Linked DNA regions of Pan troglodytes: region 1 is linked to region 2. The links are chromatin contacts, called in public Hi-C maps. All regions are on one chromosome and are shown on one strand. Each heading gives the region's core, a stretch centred on a gene start, on an enhancer-like site or on the middle of the called end of the contact. The rest is flanking DNA. Distances are from core to core; before and after follow the strand shown. Region 1 overlaps NFIA (nuclear factor I A). Region 2 has its middle 140 kb from the start of TM2D1.

What was found. Hi-C and Micro-C count contacts between places; a contact is called where the count stands out from the background.
Region 1: a Hi-C map of induced pluripotent stem cells shows a contact between it and region 2, with 1.7 times the contacts expected there. The contact joins two enhancer-like sites. A contact is called at or near these places in 2 of 7 Hi-C or Micro-C datasets (induced pluripotent stem cells and stem cell-derived neural progenitor cells).

The regions. Positions count from the first base shown.
Region 1 is chr1:169,548,950-169,552,077 of NHGRI_mPanTro3-v2.0_pri, reverse strand. NFIA (nuclear factor I A) reads left to right here. Exons shown (of 11, transcript XM_001157327.8): 11 at 3,099-3,128. The coding sequence ends at 3,116. Among named protein-coding and RNA genes, the nearest start is that of TM2D1, 280 kb to the right of the region's middle. Within about 2 kb of position 1,352, at least 12 of the 24 cell types and tissues checked have an H3K27ac peak or open chromatin away from gene starts, as enhancers often do. A contact at or near this core is called in induced pluripotent stem cells, where this site is marked.
Region 2 is chr1:169,408,181-169,411,397 of NHGRI_mPanTro3-v2.0_pri, reverse strand. No RefSeq gene overlaps it. Among named protein-coding and RNA genes, the nearest start is that of TM2D1, 140 kb to the right of the region's middle. Within about 2 kb of position 1,652, at least 1 of the 24 cell types and tissues checked has an H3K27ac peak or open chromatin away from gene starts, as enhancers often do. A contact at or near this core is called in induced pluripotent stem cells, where this site is marked.

The DNA of each region.
Region 1 (3,128 bases), core at 103-2,602, 140 kb before region 2:
GGATTATGAGTGTCTTTACAAACTGATTAGGAGAAAATTCAGGGAGATGTATGAATTATTATTATTATTATTATTATTAGAACTATCTGCCATCTCTGCAAATAAATGATTTAATCAGAGACTTCAAAAAAAAAAAATTCCCTGTGTGGTTCCCCTAACCAACTTCCTATTCTGGAAAACCTTGGTCAAGTAGCTGGGTTAATTGTCATGAAGATTAGTGTGATGTTGAAATAAGTACTAATGGTCAAATTATAGGAGTGAACAAGTTTAAGAATAGGTTTTGGTTTGGGCCTGAAAGGGTTAATTAAGGTTTTTTCACGGGTTATTAAAGACCCCCAACCTCTGCCTTCAGGAGTCATATTGACACCCCACCACAGGGCAGCTCAGCCCCTCTATTGACATGTTGCTGGTCAGAGCACAATAGCCTTCTGTGTCTGCAAATCATTGCTAAAATCATCTCAAGGAAAAAAAAAGTTTGAAAGCTTTAACGTTAGACAAAAGCCCAAGAGTTGCAGCGCGCAGCTCAAAAACCTGGAGTCAGCAACTTCTATTGATTAAAAACTAACCTTTAAAGTAACTCTGAGAGTGTGTGGTTAGCATTTAAATTTAAACATGTCATGAGTTGATTTGTGTTACTGAATACCAACTCAGAAGGAGTAACATTCACATCGCATTTTTTTTTTCTAATTCCCTTAAGCAGCTAAAGTATTTCATGAAATGTCAATAGGGCAAAAAGAAAAAGAGGAGGGGGGCTGATGCTGGGCCTGGTAGTTTTCTTTCCCATGCAAATATCCACCCCCCAAAAGAAAAGTGTGGAGAGTGAAACACAATAATTAGTCCTTTGTCTAACTTTCCCAAGTGCCAGAGAAAGACAGATTAATTAAATATACAACAGTGTTGGTTTTTGGAGTGGGGGTCTTGCTTGCTGTGTAGGTCATAAATTAGGCAGAATAAATACTTCAATGTGTTTGCAGTGGGCCTGCTACGTCAGAACCACTGGAAGGTTGGTGGGAGGAGAGCAGAGGGTTTCTTGCTAATGATAGTCACGTCTGGGTCTGTCTGGTTGCTCTTAGCAACCAGACATGATGTAACACCAGGATGAACTTGAACTTGGGGGACTTGAAAAGAGAACAATAGACCAGAGCAATCAATAAAGCCTATTTCAGTGAAGGATTACAGAGCTGCTCTGGGGTAACCTTGTCGGCAAGGCACATACTGAATAGTAAGATGTGTGAAGAAACTTTTTTTTTTTTTTTTTTTTGCGCTTTGCTTTTTAAGAGAAGTGCAGAGGCACTGCAGATTTTTGTAGTGCCCTGAGGTCTCGTCCAGAAACTGTGGTGTGGAGAACTGCTCCCCCTGCTGACTCACTGGGTGCCAGGCCTTTGCTTCAAGAACTACCTTAGTGTCAGATTGAAGAAGTCTGGAATTTCACAACCGACTTAGAAAGTGTGAAAACAGAAATAGTAAGCATTATTCCCCGCACCCAAAGTTTGAGCCTGTTTTGTAGAAGGGAGGAAGCGGCTCTAACGTGGATGAGAGTCAGCTGTTAGGTAGAGGCCTACTAGAAACACGGTTTGGGGCTTGCTTTCTCTCTCCTTTCTCTCTCCCTCTTCTTTCTTTTGTCCAGCTAGATTTAGGCCATGTGTATTTGCCAGGCTGATTTCCTTTCAGGACACAAGAGGCTTTATTGTGTTCCTCAAAGCATGTGGTCAAAGAATAACATCTGAAAGTCTACAGGATGCGTAGTTTTTCGGTCTGGGCTTAAGTTTTTTAAACTCCTCTGGAAATCAAAGGTGGCTTGTGTGACTAGGAAATCTTATACCAAACTCCATGTAGCTATCACTTAGCCATTCATCCCTGGGGACCAAATGAGTCCTTACGTTACCTAATGGAATCTCTTCCACAGGGATGATCCTTCACTTGCCTGAAGCAACCCAATCAGAACCCTTTCTGATACCGTCAACTTAAAGAATTCAGAAGCATTGGTTTTTGTTAGGCCTTGGTAATTTTTCTGTAAATAATGATAAATGTAGTGAATTTGTCAAGGTATCTCTAGAGAAAAGTCGGCAAAAGCCACATACTTTTTTATTTCACTGGAGAAACTAACTCTGATGTTAGTCCATAATTGCTCATTCTGTCTAGCTAACAGAAAAAGAAATGCCAGCAGATAAAGTGATATATGACCAGACAATTGCTCAAAGCTAATCACCTAAGGATTTACGAAAGGAAAAGGTAACCAGTAACTGGGCCTGGCAGGCACACAGAAGGCTCTAAATAAATGCTGCATGGACGCAAGCATGAATGAAGGGTACGCAGTGGCCTCATTTTTCTTTTGGACAATGTGGTACTTAATAGAGTAAAATCTTGATCCTGCTTAGTTATTATGTTTCATGCTTGAAAATACCATTTTAGATATATTGGGCTGAAAGGAGCATCTTCCCTCATAAAATCCTACATATGTAAGGAAGGAAAAATACTGTGACTTGCTCAAAATCACCCAGGAAGACTGGGTCCAGCACTTTTTCCACCTTACCTCCACTTATTCTTGTGTCGCTATTGACCATCTGGGCCTGTTAGGAGAGTGTCACAATCATGGCTTCAGTGCCTGCACCTCATTTGAAAGGAGAAGTTGAAAATCATCAGAGTAGCCATTCATTGCCACATGAAACCCCTCCCTTCACCCATTCTCCATTCATTCAACTCTTCTTCATTAAGAACGTTCTGTATTCCAGGCACTGGGCTAGGCACTGAGGATTGAATGATAAACAAGATGGTCAAGTTTCCTGCCCTCCTATAACTGCCCCCATCAGTTAACAAAACCCTTATTTGTATTTCAAGTGAACAGAAATACCTCATTCTGTAAGATACACTCAGAATGTTGGAAAACCCCAACGAAGACAATGAATTATAATTTCAGAAGAGTAAGATCAGTTTCAGTGTCACAGGATTTTTTATTGTCTGTCGTGCCTTTACTTTTCCCAGCGAATCCCTCCCGCATCCCTAACGTAGATCCTGATTTCGTGGTTGAAAAGGCAACTTCTAAAACACACGTTTTTACAAATTGTGATTTTAATTGTATTTTTCCTTTTGTCTTCCAGTCCTGGTACCTGGGATAAAAGTTGCAGCGT
Region 2 (3,217 bases), core at 403-2,902:
AAGAAATTATCTGAGTCCTACCTTACCACCTAGACAAACGGGAAAGGAAAGGGGGTTGATTCCACCAACAGTGTGTGCTTGTGACTTAGGCGGCTTTCCAGTCGAAGAAATACAAATAATTGTAAGGCAATTTTAATCTTTACTGAACTCTCTTGAAGCCTATCAAACGGAATCCCAAATGCACAGCAAAACATCTTAAAATTGCCTTTCCCTATCTCTCTCAAGTCGTATATGTCACACATTTATGGCTCTCTCCTCCTAATTTTTTTCCTCCCTCTTTCCATATTCCTCCCAAACTCTCTTAAGCTCAACTACAAGAACACTTGTCTTTTCACCCCAGCCCCATTCCCCGCTTTCTGGATTTATTCCTCTGGTGGCTAGTAGATCTCTCTCCTTTCTAAAGTAAATCAATTTCACATTTCTGCCCCCCTACACCAATCAACACCACATTATTTTTATATTTGTGGCAGAGGTTTAATAGGTAGAACAAGGGGATGCTTTGCAGAGGCTAGAACACTCAAGAGAAAGATTTGTTTTCTTTGTCATTTGAACAGGAAGCATATATAAACCATGCTGTAAAGTTTCTTTCTGGTGGCTCCCATATTTTAGGTTACTGGCCACCCTAAAAACCTAAGCCCTAAAAACCTGTTACCTTCCCATGTAACAGAAGCTTAATGTAAATGACTTTCATAAGCCTATATTCCTTTAACTTATTTTTTTCTTCTTTATCCATAGCAGATTTAAGTCTGGATTCCTTGACTCATCCAAAGTGGCTAAGTGCAAGAATGCTATTTTTTTTTAATGCCTGTCTTCCCCATTAACTCCCAGAGGGCAGGGGTATTGGCCATCTAGGTGACCATTAGCACTGTCCCTGGAAAATGGAACACACTCATTACTTCTTATATTTAGCATCTGTTGAAGGGAATTTGAATGTGAGCATAAATTTCTTAAAGGATCTTTCAGTCCCTTGAACAAAGTGTGAACCAAGTGTCATCCAAGTTATACAACATGGAGTACATACAATTGCATTTCACTCTAATTCAAGCCTCATAAGAACAGGTGACCCAAGAAGCAATCTCAACCCCTCATAGATTTTTCTCCAATACCTAATCTGCAAGCCAAGGATCTTTGGGGTACAGAAAAAGTCATTTTTTTTTCTTTCCTTTGAGGGAAGTGACAGATACAAAGTTTTCGTACTCAGCTCCTAACTGCCCCCAGCTCACCCTGGCAGCTGAAGAGTTAATCTGCTGCCACCTAGTGGTTCTTGGCCAACGTGCGGGAACCCCAGCTCACATAAGGTGAGGGTGACTGGGGTGGGTGTGGGCTGTCTCCATGAAGAGGACAAGGTTCTCAAGTGGCTTTGTCTTCCCACCCCCAAAGTTTGTCTCTCTCTTTCTCTCTCTCTCTCTCTCTCTCTCTCCCCCCCTCTCTCTCTCTCTTCTCTCCTCTCTCCTCTCTCCTCTTTCTCTCTCTCTCTCCCCTTCTCTGGGGCCTGTTTCCTGTAGACCTGAGGCAAAGCAGTAGTTCAGGCTGGGATTTCTTGCAAGTTTTCCACTGTGGGGTGCCACAACAGCTGTGACCCTGGCTTGATTTTGATGTAGACTTCAAGGGCGCCGTCCCCAGCAGGGAGAACATTTTTACCTCAGGAGCCTATTCACATTGGTAGCCTTGGCAGGGAAAGTTCCAGAAGCTTTGATTACACAAATACCTCTGCTAGGTACAGGCCCGTCTTGGCAACCTGGGGAGAGAGAATGTGCACATGGGCTGATTAAACCAAACGACCCGTTTCCTTTGCCGGGGCTGGGGGCTGGGGGTCTTCGGCTTGGAAATGATTTTTTCCTTGGCTGTGTTGCCTGGAAACTTTGAGGGTTTAATTAGGACTGGGGAGGTTTTTGGCTCCCGCAGCTGCCTCTGCTCTCCCTCAGGGTTACTGAGTGAGAATGTGTGCATGCGTGTGTGTGTGTGTGTGCGTGTGTGTGTGTGTGTGTGTGTCCCCTGCAGTGCAGGCCAAAGCCGTCTGGAGAAGTTAATTGTGTACCAAGGCAGATGTGGCTCTTTTTATTTCAATTGATTTCAGTTAATAACTTTTAACCTCTGAACCGCAGTGAGGCTGCGTGTGGTTTATGTATCATGTACTGGAGCCCGGACAACTGAGTGGAAATGGTAGCTATTACCTTACTGCCGCCATCCATCTAGGGCCAATCTTTGGAAACTTTTCTAAATGTTCTCAAGCAAATCCAGAAAGGACATCCTCCATCAGTGTCTCTCTGGCTCTGTGAATTCCTAGGAAGAAGTAAGACAAGAGCCGGCCTGCCCCAAAGCAGTTATCTTATTTGGTCAGGAGGAAAAAGTTGGAGTAAACAAATTAAAATGAAACATTTTTTCATCCTTTATTGACTTCAGTGTTCTTTTTATTAACCTCAACATTACCAAGCAGTTACTCTCCCATTTGGAGACTTGGAGAAAGAAGAAGAATTTTCTTTTCTGCTTTTCTTTGATATGTATATATGTTTGTATTTATTTTTCAACTACCAATGTTATACACAAACATGTTCTGGTTATATAAGGATTAAATACAGAAGTATAAGCCCTCTTGCTCACAGGCAGATTTTCCAGCTGGGGTCAAGGCAGGTGCAGGTGCATTGTGACCCACCCCTTTTCTTCCTTCCCTCCCTCTTTTCTTTTCTGCTTTCCTTTCCTCCTTCCTTCAGAGGAAGATTCAGAGACACAGGTCTTTCCTTCATGGAGCATGTGGAAATGAGCTCCCACATACCATGTGTATTTGTTTGCTAGGCCTGCTGTAAGAAGATACCACACAAAGGTCTAATATCCAGCATCTATAAGGAACTTAAACAAATTTACAAGAAGAAAACAACCCCATTAAAAAGTGGGCAAAGGACATGAACAGATACTTCTCAAAACAAGACATACATGTGGCCAACAAGCATATGAAAAAAAGCTCAATATCACTGATCATTAGAGAAATGCAAGTCAAAACCATAATGAAATACCATCTCACACCAGCCAGAATGGCTACTATTAAAAAGTCAAAAAATAACAGGTGTTGGCAAGGTTGTGGAGAAAAGAGAACGCTTATACACTGTTTGTGGGAGTGTCGATTAGTTCAACCATTATGGAAAACAGTGTGGCAATTCCTCAAAGAGCTAAAAACAGAACTACCATTTGACTCAGCAATCCCACTACTGGGTAGGTACCC